2 separate regions of the Danio rerio genome follow, and region 2 is linked to region 1. Evidence: chromatin contacts called from public Hi-C data. All regions are on one chromosome and are shown on one strand. The core of a region is the stretch at or near the end of the contact, and the rest is flanking DNA. Distances in the headings are between cores, read along the strand shown. Region 1 holds the start of ubac2 (UBA domain containing 2). Region 2 holds the start of mzt1 (mitotic spindle organizing protein 1).

What was found. Hi-C and Micro-C count contacts between places; a contact is called where the count stands out from the background.
Region 2: a Hi-C map of hematopoietic stem cells shows a contact between it and region 1, with 4 times the contacts expected there. The contact joins the promoter of mzt1 here to the promoter of ubac2 in region 1. A contact is called at or near these places in 7 of 18 Hi-C or Micro-C datasets (caudal fin, embryo, fibroblasts and 2 more) and 2 of 4 datasets of contacts at active chromatin or transcription factors (caudal fin and embryo).

Annotation. Positions count from the first base shown.
Region 1 is chr1:34,167,620-34,173,429 of GRCz12tu, forward strand. It overlaps ubac2 (UBA domain containing 2), which reads right to left and starts at 3,447. Exons shown (of 9, transcript NM_001080561.2): 1 at 3,267-3,447. The coding sequence starts at 3,300.
Region 2 is chr1:34,322,530-34,328,166 of GRCz12tu, forward strand. It overlaps mzt1 (mitotic spindle organizing protein 1), which reads right to left and starts at 2,692. Exons shown (of 3, transcript NM_001302806.1): 1 at 2,406-2,692. The coding sequence starts at 2,457. It overlaps bora (bora aurora kinase A activator), which reads left to right and starts at 2,862. Exons shown (of 12, transcript NM_001007450.1): 1 at 2,862-2,942; 2 at 3,078-3,257; 3 at 4,966-5,072; 4 at 5,160-5,205; 5 at 5,305-5,386. The coding sequence starts at 3,105.

The DNA.
Region 1 (5,810 bases), core at 2,197-4,696:
GTTGTGTGAAAATGCAGCGTGTTTTCGTAAATTGTTTGTGTTGTTTGAAAATGCAGCGTGTTTTCATAAATTGTTTGGGTATGTGTGAAAATGCAGTGCGTTTTCGTAAATTGTTTGCGTTGTGTGAAATGCAGTGCTTTTTTGTAAATTGTTTGCATTATGTGAAAATGCAGCGTGTTTTCATAAATTGTTTGTTTTGTGAAAAAATGCAGTGCAGTTTTGTAAATTGTTTGCGTTGTGTGAAAATGCATCGTGTTTTTGTTAATTGTTTGCGTTGTGTGAAAATGCACCGTGTTTTTGTAAATTGTTTGCGTTGAGTGAAAATGCAGCATGTTTTCGTAAATTGTATGCATTATGTGTAAATGCAGCATGTTTTTGTAAATTGTTTGCGCTGTGTGAAAATGCAGCGTGTTTTCGTTAATTGTTTGTGTTGTGTTAAAATGCAGTGCGTTTTTGTTAATTGTTTGTGTTGTGTGAAAATGCAGTGCATTTTAGTAAATTGTTTGTGTTGTGTGAAAAAGCAGCGTGTTTTCGTAGATTGTTTGTGTTGTGTGAAAATGCAGTGGGTTTTTGTAAATTGTTTGCGTTGTGTGAAAATGCAGTGTTTCTTTTTTTGTACATTTTTTGCGTTGTTTAAAAATGCCATACTTTTTTGTAAATTGTTTGCGTTGTGTGAAAATGCAGCGTGTTTTTTTGAAAATTGTTTGCATTGTGTAAAAATGCAGCTCCTTTTTTAAAAATGTGTTTGTGTTGTGACAATTTGCAGCACGTTTGCTGTCAAATAGATGAAGATGTTTTCTCAATTTGGTGGCATTTTTGCAATTGCATTAGGGCTGCACAATTCTAGCAAAAATGTGAATCATGATTTTTTTTGCTTAAAATTAAGATCATGATTTTTCACGATTCTGTAAATGTAAAATAAAGGTTAATATGATAAGACTATTATTGTTGTTAATTCTCAAACATATGGTAAAACAACAACAATAATATTAAGCCTGATTTATACTTCTGCGTCAAGTGACCGGCGTAACCCAGGGCGCATGCAACGCACGTGGCTGTGCATTTACACTTCTGCGCGCTGTCTCTGTTGGTCTGCAATGCATTAACACTTCCGAAACGCTAGTTGGCAGTGAGGTGTAAATGTTCCTCTGTGTCGAGTTTCTTCGCTGTTTTTTTGCTTTTCCTGAACACTTCCGGGATGGACAAGTGGCTCAAACTCGCTCATTTTGAGGCAGGAACTGGCAGATGTGCAACAACTTTAACTATGAGGTAAACACAAAACAAAACTTTCCATCCGGAGCTCCTTCACGGGACTCCACACTTGTAAACAATCGCTCGCACCATTCGCGCGGCTCTCGGTCCCACCCAGACTCATCAGCGCTACCAAGGTGGCCAATCACAGAGCTTGCGCTACGCGTTGTTACGACGTGTAGTTACATTTTTTGACAGGTGCACGTCAGTGACACCGACGGCCACGGCGAAGGGCTATGCGTCAGTGCCGTAGCATACGCCGGCATTTGACGCAGAAGTATAAATCAGCATTTAGGCCTATATGTAGGTCTACTGTTGCTTAAAATTAATTTTGTAAAGTTATTATGGTGGGCTTGAACCGACTTTCAATATGTCCTGTTTGTTAATTCACAGTAAAATGATAACATCAGAATATAACTATTCATAATTATTAAGTTGATTTATTATGTTTAAGATGTGCTTGTCATCTGTTACTGACAACATTATTAGACCATTTGTTTTCACTGGTAAAATTTGAATTTTGTCATTATCATATTCCTGCACAACACTATGTGTTCGCTATGTAAGAAAAAACATTAAATGTTAGTCATAATCATAACTGTAAAATGCCATATGCTCATTTAAATGATGTGCGCACAGGTTTCACTTTTTTGGGGCTATCACTGTGAGAAAAAAATACATACATGCAAATCAAGCCTCCCGCACGGCTCTCAAACGATCACTCTGTGCAACTGAACGTTATTTACAACTTCATTACCTGTTATTCACAGCCTATGCAGGTTGTGTTCACTAAAGTAGCCGTCATGCATGCACGTGCGCGTTCTCGGTAGTAAACAAACAGCTCGCGGTCAGCTCACATGTGATTTTGCGGCCACGAATACGTCATATTCATGAAAACAGAAATGACATTTTTGGGTGAATTATACCTTATAAATACAGTATGTTACACTTTTAACGCCATTTGAAGGTGTCAAAGTTGCTGTGAAGACTTGTGCGACTGCCTTGCTTCTCTTCTGACCTTGAAAATATAATTGATGGAATCATAGAAAAGCTGAAATAAGATCATGTGTAGGGTCGAATCAAGATTGTGATCTTAGTTCAATTAATCGTGCAGCCCTAAATTGCATGCGTTTTCTTAAACTGCAGCATGTCAAACTCTCAGCCACCGTAAACATGTTTAATTATTTATCTTAAATAAAAGATTTAATTAATTATTTCAATCACATTTTCATTTTGTTAAATAAAACATAGATTGTTTTCAACAGTTTTCTCCAAAAACTCCCAAGGACTCCTAAAATTCTCACATGGCCCTATGAGATCCCCAGATCTGTTGCAGTGAATGTAACTTTGAAACCTACAAATTTAGTTATAAACTGGTAAAACTATAAAACCATAACAATTTTATTTTTGAAACAACATAGCATAATATAAAAATCTATGTGACTTCAATACGTTTATTAACTTTCAAACAGCAATGTTTTACTAAAGAAGGAACTTGTAAATGAACGGTTAACTTTCAAAGAGTCCCAGAGCATCACTTAAAATTATATATATATATATATATATATATATATATATATATATATATATATATATATATAGTAACATAACGGATTTAAACAGCATAAGGAAAAGTAAATGGTGTTTCAAAAGTTACATAAATAAGCAATATGCAGTACCAGTTTTTTTAATGGTGTTTATTTGAAATGTGGTCATCACAGTGGTTTTAAGCAGAGTTCTGTCTTTTTGTCAATCTCTTAAAATTAAATAGGTTATAATGAGATACATGATTGTGGCGTCGCAATTTCCCAGAAGAAGCTGATTTCTCTCCTAACACTTCCTGTCTAAATTCATAAGCCAAATCAAACTGACGTGATAGCCAGGATCATTTGTGAAGTGCAATAATAATCGGACGAAGGTTCATGATGACTGAGCTTAAAACTGAATGACTGACAGACAGACGGATCTGATCTGATCTGATCTTCTTGACATGATGGGTTTTGAACTGTACTTACATAATCCCCACGAACCGGTGGACGTGAACATCATGCCACTTACACGCGGAATATAACGTAACTAAGAAAACTATGGAAAAAGCGACTTAAAGGCACTGAATTTAAAATGTAAAAACATTACGAGTTATAAGGAAATCTTGCAACGAGAGAGGGAAAGAGGAAAGGGTATCGAGGATGGTGCCTCGCAAGAGACAAACTTCACCCGCGTCACTTCTACGAAATTAGCGTTTTCTTTTACAGCAATTAGCCACTAGAGGCCGTTACAGTGAATGCAAAGGGGTTACAGCTTGCATATACGTGTATAAGCCTCAAGCAGGCCGGGTGTTGACGATCTGTGCTACCTGCTTAGAATATGTTACCGGTAGCTTAATCTGTCATGTCTTATATACCAAAATAGCTTCAAATGTCTATCAGAAGGATCTATCTACCACATTAAATAAGGATGTAAAACAGGGGTAGCACATATTATCAGCTTCAAATATCTTTCGAAATTAACTTTATTGAACAATGTAGAAAAAGGTGTAGCAGCTTCAAATGTCTATTAGAATAAACTGTCTTATTTTTTTTCATTAGTTTTATATTTTATTTGTTTATTAGAGTGGTATAGTTCATTCCGATTGACTTTTGAAGCTGACAAAATGTGTTATCCCTGTTTTTCACCCTTCTTTAAGTTCATTCTGATAGACATTTGAAGCTGACGTGCTAACCCTGTTTTTTTTAGATGAAATATGACATATTGCACATTCTGATGAGGTAGCACAGATCGTCAGAACACCGGCCCTGTACATTTGGGGACCCTATAAGAGAATCCTTTTGAGGCCCTACCTTGCTCAAAATAGTGAAGTATTGCTATTGCAAACTGGCCCACAATAATTTTATTGCTTATTAAATACAATCAATGAAACAGAAAAGTAAAAACTGATTTCTTAAATCTGTTTGAATTATTTTTTAGACATTTTAAAACAACACTATTATTGTCAGCTACCAGCTTAAAATGAAGAATTAAATTATTTTTAAGCAAGCAGTGATTCCTTTGCGTCCTTTGCATTAAAACATATTCTATTAATTTAGCAAACTTCTATAAAGATCCTAGGTTGAGTTGTTTATTTTTTTTATAAATTCTAAAATCAAAATCCCTGTAACAAAATGACACTGAACAATATTTAGGCAAAAGTAATAATGCATTACTTATAATCATATAGTAATAAAGTATACAACCTGAACTCAAATTAGCATTATTGCAAAGATTGATTCATGAGCAAATAATATATAGTAAAAATGAATCTTACTGTAGATTTAAAATAATGTTGTTGGGGTGTTTTTCAATAGAAATCAATTTCCACTATAAAAAAAAAAACAGCAGCAATGAAATGAAATTATTATTATTATTATTATTATTATTATTATTATTATTATTATTATTATTATTATTATTATTATTATTGATGATTATAATAAAGTTTAATGTGTTTATAATTTATATTAGTCTATAAATGCAAATTGAACAATCATCTAACTTATATGATTAATAATGTATATTAAATCATTATCTTGACAAAAATAGGTCAAAATTAGATTGTTTTTGTATTACTTAGTTTGAATTTGACATTATTGTTATGTCTTAAGTGATTAGGTATCTAATAATTCTGACAATAATTCTGCCATAATTCTTTTGACAGCTTCTTTTACACGTTTAGTGCCTCAAAACATATAAACTATATATATATATATATATATATATATATATATATATATATATATATATATATATATATATATATATATATATATATATATATATATGTGTGTGTGTGTGTGTGTGTGTGTGTGTGTGTGTGTGTGTGTGTGTGTGTGTGTGTGTGTGTGTGTGTGTGTGTATATATATGTGTGTGTGTGTGTGTGTGTGTGTCTGTGTGTGTGTGTGTGTGTGTGTATATATATATACATATATATATATATATATGTGTGTGTGTGTGTGTGTGTGTATGTGTGTGTGTGTGTGTGTGTGTGTGTGTGTGTGTATAGTAGTTTTTTGTAGTTTTTGCAGACATATAAAACAAAGAACAGACAGACAAACCCATCATGACAACAATAATTTTTGCAAAATTTGAAATAAAGCATAACAAGGGAAACAATTAGAAACAAGGGAAAATGGCGACATGCAAGACATACAGTTAAAGTCAGAACATTAAACTTTCCAATTGTTTTTAACTTTTTAAAATATTTCTCAAATGATGTTTAACAGAGCAAGATAATTTTTACAGTTTGCCTGATAATATTTTTTCTTCAGGAGAAAGTCTGATTTGTTTTGTCTTGGCTAGAAAAAAATATGTTTTTTTATGTTTAAAACACCATTTTAAGGTTAAAATTATTAGCCCCTTTAAGATACATATTTTTTTCAATAGTCTGCAGAACAAACCATCATTAAACAATAACTTGCCTAATTACCCTAACCTGCCTAGTTAACCTAATTAACCTACTTTAGTTAAGCTTTTTAATGTCACTTTAGAAGTGCTTAGAAGTGTCTTGATATTATTTACTGTC
Region 2 (5,637 bases), core at 1,442-3,941, 150 kb after region 1:
AAATGCAACAAAGAAATTACCAATAGAGATATTATTATTAATTTACATTATTAACATTTTTATTCACACTTATGTTTCTTACGTTACTTATGTTTAGTTTGTGAGGATCTGTATCGCCATGTAATAAAATAACAAATTACAGACCCAAAGCTAAGAGGGGTTCGAGTGGTTCGAAATACCCACCCACACCGACAAAGTTCCAGAATTTGCCACACACATGAGCTCAATAGTCCAATTTTATCTGCTAAGCCATCAAAAATTGCAAACACATCCCATAAATAGCTTTAGGACAAAGCAGAATCTGACACAACTGTAAGTGAAATCATTTTTCACTACTGACCAACTGCACTGTTGTTAAATAGAGAAAACATTTTACAAAAAACTTTGATTCTAAATCTTGGACCTTAAGCAGCAAAGCTTTAGTTATACTAAAGTTAATACCTAGGCTATTCTTGTGATCCATGAATTTTCAAATGTACTTTTTTTTTTACATGGGAGGCTATAAAAATCATCAAGCTTTATTTATTTATCTTTTAATATACAGGGTTCATACACATTTTTACTACTAAAATTCCATGCCTTCTCCAGGACTTTTAAGTAAATTTTCATGACCTAATGTTTGCACTGCATATTGTAAAACAGTCAACAATCTATTTAGTTTAAATCTATTTTTATATCTATGTAAAATGTATTTATGTAATGCTTACACAGCACAAATAATGTGAAAGTAGGGCTAAACAATATATAGTTTGAGCATCTATATTGCATTATGTGTATCCACAATAGCCATATCACAAAATTAGACTGTTTATCAAAGATTAAAAAGTTATTATTTTTTAGGTTATTTATACAGTGATGTTATTTTACGTTTTATTGTATTTGATTACTTTTACACTCCTTAGAAAACCATAAAGCACTGTTTATTTTTGCTCTGTCTTGTTTGAATATGCTTGTAATTTATTATATTTTATGCTGATGCACTGCATTGAAAAAGATTTAATTATCCCAGCTGATCTATATGAATGAAATCTTTCTTTCCAAGTAGAGCTGTTCAGTGTTTTTGAAACTAATGAAGTCAGAATGCAATAATTCATTTTAATTATTTAGCCTGACATGTTTACTGTTTCAAAATACTTTAAATATTTCTCTAAATAAAAAAAAGTTGTTTAAAGGGGAAAAAGTTTTTGTTTTTTACTTAGACATTTAAAAAGAATATATATTTTAGTAATCACAATACAGTCATATTTATATACAAGGTTATCATACAGTACCATCAGAATCTAATACCAGTCTATTTCTAATCGCAGTAAAGTGAAATATCACAATGTAAGATTTTTCCAATATTGTGCAGCCCTATGTAAGAGCATGTTTTTGGCAGAAATGGACAGAAAAAGAGGTAAAGAAAACCAACTTATATTCAAGTTGATATTTGTTAGTTTTTTGTAATTCGATCAAATGTATGTGTTGCTCTGTGCAATAGTGGAATGTGCAGTATTGCAATGGGTTAGCTAGCTAGCAAGGTCAGCTGTGATCTTTTAAGTTGTAACAATAACAACATGAATGCTAGTAATATAATGTTAATTGGTCATATATTAATAGAAATTAAATGGATAAAATCACATTTTAATGGCAATACGTTTGATTAGAAATAAATACAGGGAACAGTGTATTAATGAGGACCACCATGTTCTATGGTAAGTGGAAGAAGAAATGGACAGATCTGGCTCTTCCTGCAGATGAAAGTGATGTTGAGATGGGTTTTAGTGACCGTGAGAATGATGCAGGTTGGACATTTGATAAGAACAGTGATGGAGACAGTTCAGGTAAGTTTGCTCGGAGGCATTTAAAACAGGCGTAGTATAGTATATAGTATATAATATATAAACAATGTTAGCTAGTAACTACATTGATACATCTAGATAGATTGTACTGGTATATTTATTATAATATTTACTTAAATGTTTAGAAAATATTTACCTTTACCGTGTTGTATACATTATAAAACAATATTATGTTTTAATAATATTCAGCAAAAAAGAATGGAATAAATAAAAGCTGTTGGAATATCAGTTGTTGAAAAGTATGCATAAGGTGTCATTTATAAGTTCTGTGTTAAAGCTTATAATACTGCAACACCAGTTAAATCATTTCAAAGAACAAAATTATTCATTAGAAGGAAAGTTCTACATTTAAATTTTCTAAGTTATGTCCACTGTTGGACGTCGATGCCATATGGCAACATTTCATAAAGTAACGTTACTTTAAAAAAGCATTTTTTTGAAGTGAATAACTGCAACAAGGTCCACCATATGAGAAAATAAAGAACCACCCCTTTCACCAGGCTGTCTACGGGCATGCATTATAATGACAGCATTTCATCATTCTACTGATGCATTTAATCTTACCATCCATGGTCTCGCGGACAGCGTTCATGTTTGCGCTTGCAGGACTAGCCATGATGCTATCGTTGCTAAAGCTATATGATTACTTAACAGCGCACTATCTTTCATTCAGACGACACTGATGCGTCTATCTCTGTAAACGTTAGTTGCTGGCGTTCTCTCACCATTCGCGAACTTACAACAAGGGTGAAAAATATAAAACGCATTCAACAACAAGCATGAACTAACTGTCAGCCGTTATATTTACACCTCCCGCTTGATGTTATGGTAATCCTGTCAATAAAGTTGCACACGTTCGAAAGGAAGTTACGTAGACACTGAAAGGGTGTCGTTCTTCTCACCTGATTGGCTGTTTTGCAAGTTTTGCTCGATTGTGATTGGCTTGCACCGCTTGATCAAAAATTAAATCAGACGTTGGAGCAATTCATATATCACAGTTACGTTTGTTTGAGTTTCGTTACGATGTAAGTATTTAATTAACTAACACATGGTTAACGTTTTCCCCTTCTTTTATAACGTTAAGACTGCTGATTACCAAAGGTAGAACATTGTATCATTGATCTTTTGTGTATGTATAACAAGATATATAACTAAGCAAACATGATGTTCATCGCTCTGATTTGTTGATACTTTAAATAATCTCCTCTTTTCCGTGTTTTACTCTCACACATTCAGCGTGCTCAGCTGGATGTCTTTTTAAAGATGGGAGACATCGCAAAGATTCATATAACTCCCGAGACTCCTGCTAGACCTACTATCCTGAACCCGTTTGAGAGCCCAAACGACTATCACCGTCTGCATGAGTCTGTGGTGCCCAGTCCGTCTGTCTTTAAAAGCTGTAAGAGCTCGTCAGCGGTGAGTAATTAACTGACTCTACTACATATGAGGAAAGAACTAAAGGGATAGCTCACCCTCCCAAAATGTCAATTTCATCACTATTATTTACTCTTAAGTGGTTCTCAACCATTATTAAATACTCTCTTCTGTTGAATACAAAACAAGATATTCTGAAGAATGTTGGGGGACGAAAACAGTGATTGATATTCATAGTAGACACTAAAAACATGATGGAAGTTCAATTCATGTTTTTTTCTATTTTTACAATGTAGAATGTTTCAAAGCTGCTTCTAGTAGATGGAAACTGTGTCAATCCAGAGTTGAAGTTCAGTTTAGTGTAGTTCAGTTTACTGTGATTTAAAATTCACTGCTAAAAGTACAAATACAGAAGAGCAAGTCCATTGATGTGCAGCTTCCCAAGTCCCAAACCTAGCAAGCCAGTTGTGAGGAACACTTTGGTCAGTTGTTAAAGTTTGAAGGAAAAAAAAAATCAGTCAATGGCTGTTTATTTCTGAACGTTCTTTTGTAAATTTCTCTTTGAGTTCAACAGGGGAAAATCACTCAAACAGGTTAAGGTTGAGTAAATGATGAGAGCAATTCCAGCATTACGGATGTGACATTTGCAGTAAAAACTTAAAGCATACACATAGAATGTACAGTTAAAGTCAGAATTATTAGCCCCCCTTTGAATTTTCTTTTTTTAAGTATCTCCCAAAGGATGATTAATGGAGCAAGGAAATTTTCACAGTATGTCTGATAATACTTTTCTTCTGAAGAAAGTCTTATTTGTTTTATTTTGGCTATAATAAAAGCAGTTTTTAATTGAAAAAAAAAAACATTTTAAGGACAAAATTATTCGCCTTTGTAAGCTATATATTTTTTACACTGTCTACAGAACAAATTATCAATACACAGTAACTTGCCTAATTATCCTAATCCGCCTAGTTAACCTAATTAACCTAGTTAAGCCTTTAAATGTCAATTTAAGCTGTATAAAACTGTCTTTCAAATATTATTTACTGTCATCATGGCAAAGAATAAATAAATCAGTTATTAGAGATGAGTTATTAATACTCTTATGATTAGAACTGTGCTGAGAAAATCTCTCTGTTAAACAAAAATTGGGGAAAAAATAAACAGGTGGGCTAATAATTCTGACTTCAACTGTATATGGAAACATCTGATTAAATTTTCCAAAACAACTAACCACAGAGTTATGGGATCTGACAAAATATCAATCTGTAAGCATTTGTTATATTTTAAATGAGGAAAATAGACATGCTTTTTTATGAATGTGACCAAAAAAGTCTGTGAGTTTGCAGTATATAACATACTTTGTAGAAATACTGTGAATTAAACTGCACAACCTAAAATAAACAATGCTAATCAAAATGATAAGAGTTGGCTCACTGTAGAACTAAAATTATTGATTGTATTTTTTTTGACATTTTTGTATTTATGTGGAAAAAGCTTCTTTATGGATGTGGCATCTCTCCATTATGGATGTTACATGTTAAACTGTCACTCATGTGACTTAAATATAATTGTTTAAAAACATTGATTGAGACATTTTTGTGTATTTTTACAGTACTGTAAAATACAAGCCTACACAAAAAACTTGGAAAGGGTTTTGCTATTTTGTTTAAAACTTTATATTTTTTATGGCAAGGTTGACATTAGCATGGAATTGCTCAAGTGTCATTTCTGTTTTTACTTCCTATTGTAGACACCAGCTAAGTTCAAATGGTCTATTGATGAAATGGCAAATTTGCTTCCTGTGGAAATAGACCCAGAGGACATTCACCGCCAGGCTGTGTTTTTTAGCCAAGCCAGGTATGTATTCCTGTGTTTACAATAATGTTAATTTGTTTGTAAAGATTTGGTTAGATGTCTAACTTAAATGGGTTGTAATGCATTAAGGGCGGATTCTGAGATTGAGGAAAAACGCCAACATGCTATTGAACAGGTAAAACTGTTTTACTGCTAAATGTAGCAAATCCTGAACACAAAAAATATTTTCTTTTAAACAAAGAAGAGGAAGCTTTAACATTTTTTTTTTTTACAGTTTTTCACTAAAGGTGCAATTGTTCCCTCTCCATGGGGACCACTAACATCAAAACAATCAATGAAACTGCCGCATCATAAAAGTAAGTCATGAGGTTTTGTTTTCATCCTGGTTTAGTTTTTGGGACTTGTGAAGCTGCATATCGATGAATTTGCTCTTTTAGTGTTTGGACTTTCAGCAGTGAAAAAAAAAAACAAAAAACACTGAACTGAACTTCAACTCTTAAATCTCTACTGACACAGTTTCAAGTCACTAGAACTTTTATGTTAAGTTGCTTTGACACAACCTACATTGTAAAAGCACTATAGGAATAAAGATGAATGGAATTGTGTT